2 separate regions of the Mus musculus genome follow, and region 1 is linked to region 2. Evidence: chromatin contacts called from public HiChIP or PLAC-seq data. All regions are on one chromosome and are shown on one strand. Each heading gives the region's core, a stretch centred on a gene start, on an enhancer-like site or on the middle of the called end of the contact. The rest is flanking DNA. Distances are from core to core; before and after follow the strand shown. Region 1 has its middle 3.4 kb from the start of Gm40385. Region 2 overlaps Hdac9 (histone deacetylase 9).

Region 1 (4,883 bases), core at 2,328-4,827, 540 kb after region 2:
ATTTTCCTCAACGTTGCTTTTATCCCTTTCTCTTATAATTTGGATTTAGAATGTCTCCCAAAGGTCCACAGAGTCAATGTATATTTCCCAGCTTAGCACTATTAGAACGCGGTGCGAACCTAAGAAATAAAGCCTACTGGGAGGTTTTAGGACACTGTGATATGCCCCTAAAGGGAATAAGGGGCCCTAGTTTCTTCTCTTGCTTCTTTTTGATAACCAAACATTTGTGGAAAAGGTTTTTCCCATAGACTGGAAGATCCAATCCTGTGAGTTAAAACAAACCTTTTCTCTTCATAAGGTTGATGATTAAAAGTATTTCTTATAGTATCAGAAAATTGACTAGCATGCATATAATATAATATAATATAATAAATATAACTACAATATAATATAACTACATTATATTGTCTACCACAGTTCAATCAAAAGCAATTTGGTAATTTAGACAAGGCAAGGGTTAGAAAACAGTGGGCCCAGCTATCTAATTCTAGCAACAAGGACTACTTAAGGAAGAGAAGAAAGACAGTATTTCATGGGCAAGGGCCATTGAGGGTAGAGAATTACCTAAGTCTGACTGAGGAAGCACGACCAGTAGACCAGAGAGAAAGGTTTAAAAAAAAAAACAACAACAACAACACCCCAAAACAACCCTTGGGCTTGATTTGAACAGAAGTTATCATTTGAACAGAGTCAATGGTACAGTTAGTATAGAGATGGCAAGCAAAACAAAGGCTCATATAACCCAGGATATGCGTAGTATCTAAAAAGATATACAAATACCTGAAGAAACTAATTTGATGATAATCAGGTTCTGGGCTATTGCACAGCAGGTCTTAGTCAATAATTAATGGTATGGGGAAATAAGGGCAAAGACACAATGTGATTGCAGGAAGATTCTAGAAACTGCTACACAAGGTTTCTTAGTACAAGAATAACATGCTAGATGCCCTAGTTTTGGAGGAGGATGAGGTCTGAATGCAAGGGCAGAGTCCCAGTTGAACGAAATGAGGGCAGGAGTAGGCTGCACACATGTAGACAGCTCTGCCCAGTCCTTTTGGGCACTCTTAACTAGCCAGTCCTGTAGTTGACTTCACGGATTACCCTAGATACCTTTTACTGGCTTTTCTTGTTCTGGTGAGAACAGACCAAGGCTTCAGCAATAAGCACCACAAAGAAAAATATTTTCTGTGAATTATTAGAAATCTGAAGTCTTATTAGAAAAGCTTCACTTACATTCATGTTTTAAATAAATCTTACTCAAGTTTTCCTTGAGTTTCTGTGTGATTTCATTTTTCACAGATAGCAGATGTATCTAGGGATCTCTCTTTTGTATGGATGAAGTATGAGGCTAAATTTGTCATTTTTCTAAAATTCTACATTTTAAATATATTTTTCTAAAGAATCTATCATTTCTTCAACTTATTTAAGTTGGCATGGTTTTTCATTTCCTACATTCTATATGTACTTGGACCTATTTCTGGATTTGACATTCTGTTCCACTGGTCTCTCTATTCACGCATCCACATTGCACATTTTTTAATTATAGAAATTTTATGGTATAATTATATCGTATAAAGCTAGCCTCAACTCATTAGATTGTCTTTATTTGGAATATTTGTATTTTTCTATATGAACTTTATGATTAGTCTGTCTCTATCAAACAATAATAATTTCAGATTATTTTAAACATATTAGCTTTGAAGAAATTTGCCCATTGTGTTTTGAGTTTTTCTTTCCATAAACTAGGAATGTCTTTCAACTCTTTCAGGTATACTTTCAGAATATAAGAATGCTTCAAAGCATTTCCTTAAGGAAATTTAGTACATTTTCCCCCTTAAGACCTCTAAAGACTTCATTTCTGTTCTCATTAACTTTTTTCCCTTAAATTACATAACTTAAGTGGTTATTGTTTCTATGGGTGCAAACTATCCATTTTAAGTGACTCTAATCTCTAATCCATTTTAAAAGTTTTACTAACCTCAGCATCATTATGTAGTCTAAATTACCAACATAGTATCTGTAACTAGAGTTTTGCTCTTTTCCAAGTCTTATACTTTTTATTGTCTCTGTTTGGATTGAATTATCTAAAGACTCCAATTCTAGTTGAGTAGCCATGAAGCTAATTGCCACCCTTGCCTTGTTCCTGGCATTGCCAACATTGCTTCCAGGACTTTTTATCTATATTGTATCTGTATCTGTATCTATCTGTATCTGTATCTATCATCTGTATCTGTATCATCTGTATCTGTATCATCTGTATCTGTATCTGTATCATCTGTATCTGTATCATCTGTATCTGTATCTGTACCTGTACCTGTACCTGTACCTGTACCTGTACCTGTACCTGTACCTGTACCTGTGTCTGTGTCTGTGTCTGTGTCTGTGTCTGTGTCTGTGTCTGTGTCTGTGTCTGTGTCTGTGTCTGTGTCTGTGTCTGTATCATCTGTATCATCTGTATCATCTGTATCTGTATCTGTACCTGTACCTGTACCTGTACCTGTACCTGTACCTGTACCTGTACCTGTACCTGTACCTGTACCTGTGTCTGTGTCTGTGTCTGTGTCTGTGTCTGTGTCTGTGTCTGTGTCTGTGTCTGTGTCTGTGTCTGTGTCTGTGTCTGTGTCTGTGTCTGTATCATCTGTATCATCTGTATCATCTGTATCTGTATCTGTATCTGTACCTGTACCTGTACCTGTACCTGTAACTTTACCTGTATCTGTACCTGTATCTGTATCTGTACCTGTATCTGTATCTGTATCTACTTCTATATCCAATCTATATCCATATCCATATCTATATACATTGTACTATGGAAATGTTTCCCAATTTGTAGAACTTTTAAAGTCTAGTCTTGTGTGTAGACTTGGGAGTGAGGATTGGGTATGTGTTTTATACAAACCTTGAGAAGTGATTCGAAGGTAAATTTTCACCTGAGAACAGTTCCTTGTTGTTCAACAGTAAGTTAACCAACTGCACAAATATTCATCACATCACATTTTGTGTAGGACCTCTGCATACAAAGACAGGCCTTTCAGTCTGGAAGTTCATTTTAACAGAGGGCAAAGCCCTCAAAAGCAACGGTGCTCATGCAATCCCTGTGGTGTGGCAAGTATGTGATCAGTAGCATCTCTACCTGAAGTTCAATGTTTCTACAGCTCATTCACAATGTGCTCGTCCTATAAATTGCATCATATAAGTCTATCATCTTCTGCTTTATAAACAATTCCAAACTGGCTTTCATGAATAGTCACTGTCTACATTAGTTTAAATTATTATATCTAAGTAAAATTATAAATTTACTGGGGTAAAGGGGTAGCTCCCTTGGAAAAGTGCTTTACTACCCAAGTGTGAGAACCTGAGTTTGATTACTAGCACTCACATAAAACAAAGCCAGGCTTGATGGTATAGAGTTGTAATCCTTGTGTTAGAGAGTTGAACCCCACATCTCCATGAGCCACTTCGGAAAGCAAGGGCCTGGAACAGGCTATGTAGACCAACTGGCTTTGCACTCACAGAGACATTCTCTCAACTCTCACCACCCAGTGAAGGGGTTAAAGGCATGTTCCTCTATGCCTGGCCATACTTCCCTTTTTGTTGATTATTTCCCTATGCTTGGGAAACTGTACTAAGCCTAGCAAATTGCGTGTCATTTGCTCATACTTTTCTCTGCTACAGTACAAAGGTGACAGCATTCTAACTCTTTGCTGGGTTATCTAGGCATGAATGATGTGTTTCACAGACGCCTTGGTACTCATAAAGCCTTGGGTAATGAGTTACCACGGAGATCTGTGGATTGTTCACTCAAACTCCATCTGCATGTCACAAAAGAATAGCTGGTAACAAACTCAGGGTTTCTGTGTTTGTTTTTTAACATTTGCTTTTTAACATTTGTTTTTATACCCCAACCACCGATTTTCCTTCCACCACCCTTCCTAGTCACCCCCCTTACTTACCCCTCCCCCAGATCCAAACCCTCAGATACATTTCCTCTTCAGAAAAGAGCTGGTCTCTAAGAGATGACAGTCAAACAGGACAAAACAAGATAGAGTAAGACAAGGCAAACGCCTTCCTATTGAGCCTGGGGACAAAGTAACCCTATAAGAGGAAAAGAGTCCCAAAGGCAGGCAAAAGAGTCAGAGATACAGCTGCTCTCACTGTTAGGAGTCCCACAGAAACATTAAATTAACAGTCATAACATGTATGCAGAGGACCTGGCATAGACCCACACAGGCCCCAAGCTTACAGCTTCTGTCTTTGTGAGCATGTGAGACCTGTTGACAACTACAGCCTTAAGCTCAGTTTTACACTTCATTGTTTAGGACAATACTTGTGTCACCGTAAGGTATTTTGTAGAAGACAATTACAAGTGAGTGAGCATCTGATAAAATCAGTGACTTACATAGCACTGTTCCAAACTGTGTTTCTCCGGATTTAACTTTCCCCTTTAAGAGCTGAACCAATAGCATGCTAGTTAGCAAACCTATCACAAGTGCCTACAAGGAAGATTTGAGTACTGTAAGGAATGCTAAGGGACCAATTCCTTCACCTTGCTGTGCCCATACACCTACAGGACTTATTCTCTCTCTGTGCCTCTTTCATCTATGTTTCAATATGGTTTTATTGTTAAGCGTATCTATCTATTAAAGTAGCTAATAGAGTAAGAGAGATTTATGAAGACAAATATACTGCAAAATAGTAGAGCTTTATAAGTCAAACTAAGCTGGATCACCCATACGAACAAGCTTCAGTTGTAGACTTGAAGATAGAATTTCTTTCTTTGTGGCAATTAATGCTCGTCAGATGGCAACTTTTAATGACTTATGTGATTTTTTTTAAGACGTGACACTAAGTTTCAACTAATCATACACATTGAAAGTGGCAAA
Region 2 (4,790 bases), core at 947-3,446:
CTCCAATTTCCCTAATGCTCTCTCTCTTCTCTGGGACTCCTGTGCTACAGGCATACAACCTTAGAAAACACTTGTGTATGATTGGACAATATAGGCTTTTTATTTTATTTTTTTATTTATTATATGTAAGTACACTGTAGCTGTCTTCAGACACTCCAGAAGAGGGAGTCAGATCTCATGATCAGGTGGTTGTGAGCCACCATGTGGTTGCTGGGATTTGAACTCCTGACCTTTGGAAGAGCAGTCGGGTGCCCTTACCCATTGAGCCATCTCACCAGCCCCCCAATATAGGCTTAAATGAACAATTACTATGAACGTAATAAATTGGGATGTTAGGTGAATGTCCAACTTATCACAATCTGTCCCCTTACACTTTACAGTGACTTAATGTTAGCACCTCACAGAGTTTGCCAGCATTAGAAACTAACATTGTTATAATGTTCTTTAGTGACTTCCAGAACTTATTTAAATCCACAGGAATGTTACACTGCTGCCAGAGGCACTCTGTGTCTAGTGTGTACCTGCTGGCCACGTCTGTCTGGAGCTGCTCCTCTAACAATGTTGTCAGCCTTGGTTTAAATGTCCTTCATGCTTTGTGCACGTTTCTCTTCAAGCATTTTAATGAATTTTGCTAAGATGGCATTTGTATGATTGTTTCTTCATAAGGGGACCGAAGAAGGGAATTTCACAAAGGCAAGGGCTGAGAGAAAGTGTCCATCTCACCATGCCATACAACCACTGTAGACACACAGGCTTCTGGCACTTGCTAAAACATCTGCCACCTTCTCCCACCATTACATGATGAATTTTGCTTTTCTATGGGCTAATCACTGGAAGCGAGTGACTAAATTTTAAGGCACTACTATGACCATACTCCTGCAAGTGGAATTTATTGACATCCTCAAGAACATCAAAATCTTCATGAGAAAGGTGTTTTCCATCTGCCATAGCACATGTGCGACATGATGTATCAATCTGATCCCATGTGGCATTGAGGCTCAGATGAAGTTAGTAGCTATCAGTTACTAAGTGCAGGACTACAGTTCAAGCCTATGAGTATCTGAGTGCAAACGCATGCAAATGTATGCTCTTTCCTCCCAGAATACCTCTCCCTAACCTCAAAACAAATGCCACCAGAAGCAAAGCAATACATTCTTGTCATTGTTTTTTGAGTAGTCAACTTATAGGTGCCAACTTCAGTATAAGAACATGCTTAAAGTAGTGTTCTTACTTCTGAAGGATGTGGCTGTGCTGTGTAGATATTAGGAAATGGACAGAATCTGCCATTACTGGGGATTTTAGACAGCACAGATATATATATGTGTGTGTATACATATCACCAGGATATCACCAGGATCCGGGAGAGGACAGAATGAAAATTGAGGTCCCAGGAGAAGATGAAAGTCACTGCTGGGCGGGAAGACACACTTGGAGGCCGAACCCTAACACTACAAGGAGGTAGAGTGGGACATGGTAGACAAGTGTTAGAATATGAGAGGAAGGTGTATTTTCCATCTGTTAACACATGAGAGGCTTGTTGCAGATTAAGAACATGATTCAGTATGTGCAGAATAGATCAGGGTGACACTAGAGGCAAAGAACTCTCTGTGAGGACTGTGGATGGACAATATATGGCCCGCTGACCCAGGCCATAGAAAACATGGTAGTCCTCCTCTCTGCTCTTCGACTAGAGCTGAGATGCTCGTGTTGAAGCACCAGGTAATTTTAAGAGTTAGGATGTCTATGGACACAGAAGAATTTCTCAGCCATTAGTTCCATTGGCACTGTCATAGCATCTGGCTATACAGTTTAACTCAGCCTGGTTTTGCACTGCCTTTACAAGATCCTATATCTGGATGGTTTTCCAGGGCTTCCCATCTTCATGGCTGCTTTGGCTTTAATTTGCCATTTTAAGTTTTTTTCATTTTCACCTTTATTCAGGTAACACTAGAGGCAAAGAACTCTTGGCATTGATCCTGATGTTGATAAGAATTTTTAACATCCCCCGATTTTGTTATCTATAAAAATAAATTCAATTACCTTTTAGTGGCCTTTTAGTGAGTATGTAATTTTATTGTAGACTTGGGCATGATGAGCCCAACCACTGAAATAAATATTAGGGACAAACCTACTGACCCACAGTCTGCTCAGTCTTCTAACTTCCTCAAGCCTGCTGCCTTGCCCTGGCCTCGGCCACTGAGACACTGTCTTCTTCCTCTTCTAACTGCTCTGTAGCGAGCAGAAGAGGCCTCTTGTGAATGAGGTCCTACATGAATGTGTTTTGACATGAGCATGGCCTGCCAAGGACTCTGTTTGCCCCATGGTAAGCAGGTAAATCCACTAACCCATATGGACCACACTTAAGAGGGATGGAAGGGCTTTCCTTGGGAGTGTGATTGTGAGTGTTTATAAATAATTGATCAGTGTGTGAAAAGACTAGTGACTACAGCTTCCTCCTCCTGGTTATTTATAGTCTCAGACTGTTCACCTACAGAGAACTCATGCCCTGACTAGCTAATACCTCCTGCTGGGCTTCACGTAATAAACTGAAGTTCCAGGTTGTGGGAGTCCTGGAGAAAACAAGACCCACCTGATCTTACTTCCATTGAAGGAGTGTTTGTTCTTTCTTACCTCACCTCGCCTAGCCAGGGTACCAGGCCCTCAACTGTCAGGGGCAGTTTTCCATGGACCAGGTTTTGCCATTTATTTCGATTCCTTTAGCAAGACCACAAGGTTTATTACTTAGATTTCCACTTCTCTTCCTCCTGCTCAGAGTTTACTCCTTAGTCACCTTTACTGTTTTAAGTGACAAAGTGAGACATAAAAAGGAGACATATGGATGTGCATGCTTACTCGTTACAATGAAGATGTTTCCCCTACGATCATCCCTTTAGTTAAACTGCTGCAACAGAGGGGAGCAAATATGTTCCATATTTTCCACGGTGTCAGGAGGGTTAGGATTATGGGGAATCCATTAGCAGTGAGGTTATACTTTTCGGGTTAATGCATTAACATACCCAGAATATGTGTGCAGCCCTTTAGATAAGTAATATTTTCGGTTGTTGGAGGATTCTCTAGTCTATGGGTGTAGTAACTACAATTAACTTTATTAATACCTCCACAATCATACCATTATAACTTTACTGAGACTTGGGGAGGGCTTTGCCTGAACACTATTAGGCTAATGATCTCTTATTGCCTCAAAATACTTTAACACTCACACATATGTTTTCATTAGCACAATAGCATCTTGGATGCCCGGAATTTTAATCAGATGAATCACTCAATATGGTTTAAATTTCCACATGAGGAAAGGTCAAACGCTGGAACTGTTAGATATTAGCTATTTTAAGCACATTTTTTTCTTGAATAGACACATAGTTCTTGGAGTCATAAACAGAATATATGACAATGTAACGTTTCCTCACTGACTGTAGGCCATACTGGAAGTTGAATATTTTACTTTTGGTACCTACAAGTATATAAATGCATCCCCAAACAAAATAGTGCTTTCTTTGTTTAGATCCTCCTATTCCAAGTTTAAAATGTAACTGTTTATTGAGGAGCCGAATCTGAGAAACACAAGTACTGAAGAAGACAAATGAGAGATCACAGGAAGGCAAGCAAGAAAGCTCGTGTAGAACTGGGGTGCCATTGCTCAGGTGTTCTCTGCGCATCACCCTGTGAAGAACACTTACACTTCACTGATGTCAAGAGGATAGGCAGAATCAGCTCCCGACAGTTTGGGGAGCAGGCTTCTTCTTCCAGTTAGCATTCATTCTCTCTTAAAACAAAAACCTCACAGTACAAACACAGGAATTTCAGTAGAGTAGAAGGCCTAAGGCAAGGCAATCAATGGCCACAAGAGCCCCTCCCTGGGGAAGCCTTTAAAGGCATGGCCATGGAGATCTGGGCAAGGCACCTAAAGCTTTGGCTAGAAGTCTCTGCTTGGAATTTGAGCTTCTGTGTTTATCATTTCTACTTGATGATTCAGTGTCCACTGCTTACTTTCCTCATATTTTCTTCTGCTTTGTTTGACAAGTACTGTGTATTTGGAATATAAAGTTCAAAATTGGTGCTTGGTTGTGAGCATGGTTATGACATAGAAACAAACGCTTGCTTGCTTAATGAGTTGACAGGCTTACCCCAGAGGAGCACTTGTAAACTCTAGGCAATGCAGTTTCCAGGATGTTTCTAACACATCCGTTGTTATGGCATTTGTTACTAATAGGAGGAGACAGGGCAGCTGAGTTGAGGATGGACTATCACTAAAGAGATGAATGTGTGTGGATATGAACACATCACTTGTCAAGCAACTCAAAAATGTCCATCACAAACCTTAATGCCATCACACAACCATTAAAATCATCCCTGCAAGCACATCAAGTCCATAAGAATAATGGGTATCCTTATTCATCAGCCCTGGGAATCTAAGAAAGGCTCTACATTTAATCTCTCAAAGGACTTGAGGTTATAATTATAGTAACAGCTATCAAATTGATATGAATTCAGGGAGAATTTAAAAGCTCAATATTAAACTATTTTTAGTTCTTTGAAATGAGGCTATGATCTATTAAAGATCTATTATATATTTGTTTTTTTAATCACCAGATTCTAACAATAAAAAGAGTTCATATTTTATCATACATCAACTTTTTAAATATATCTTTTATCTTTTGTACTGAAATTGACATCAACATATACAATATTTATGTATGTATATGTGTGTGTATGATTTTATATATATATATATATGTATATATATACATATATATATATATATATATATA

What was found. HiChIP or PLAC-seq counts read pairs in DNA pulled down with a chosen protein or histone mark.
Region 1: an H3K27ac HiChIP or PLAC-seq map of microglia shows a contact between it and region 2, with 5 times the contacts expected there. The contact joins two enhancer-like sites. A contact is called at or near these places in 2 of 115 datasets of contacts at active chromatin or transcription factors (bone marrow-derived macrophages and microglia).

The regions. Positions count from the first base shown.
Region 1 is chr12:35,022,539-35,027,421 of GRCm38.p6, forward strand. No RefSeq gene overlaps it. Among named protein-coding and RNA genes, the nearest start is that of Gm40385, 3.4 kb to the left of the region's middle. Within about 2 kb of position 3,578, at least 65 of the 459 cell types and tissues checked have an H3K27ac peak or open chromatin away from gene starts, as enhancers often do. A contact at or near this core is called in bone marrow-derived macrophages and microglia, where this site is marked.
Region 2 is chr12:34,483,960-34,488,749 of GRCm38.p6, forward strand. All of the region lies in intron 4 of Hdac9 (histone deacetylase 9), which reads right to left. Among named protein-coding and RNA genes, the nearest start is that of Gm51984, 270 kb to the left of the region's middle. Within about 2 kb of position 2,197, at least 33 of the 459 cell types and tissues checked have an H3K27ac peak or open chromatin away from gene starts, as enhancers often do. A contact at or near this core is called in bone marrow-derived macrophages and microglia, where this site is marked.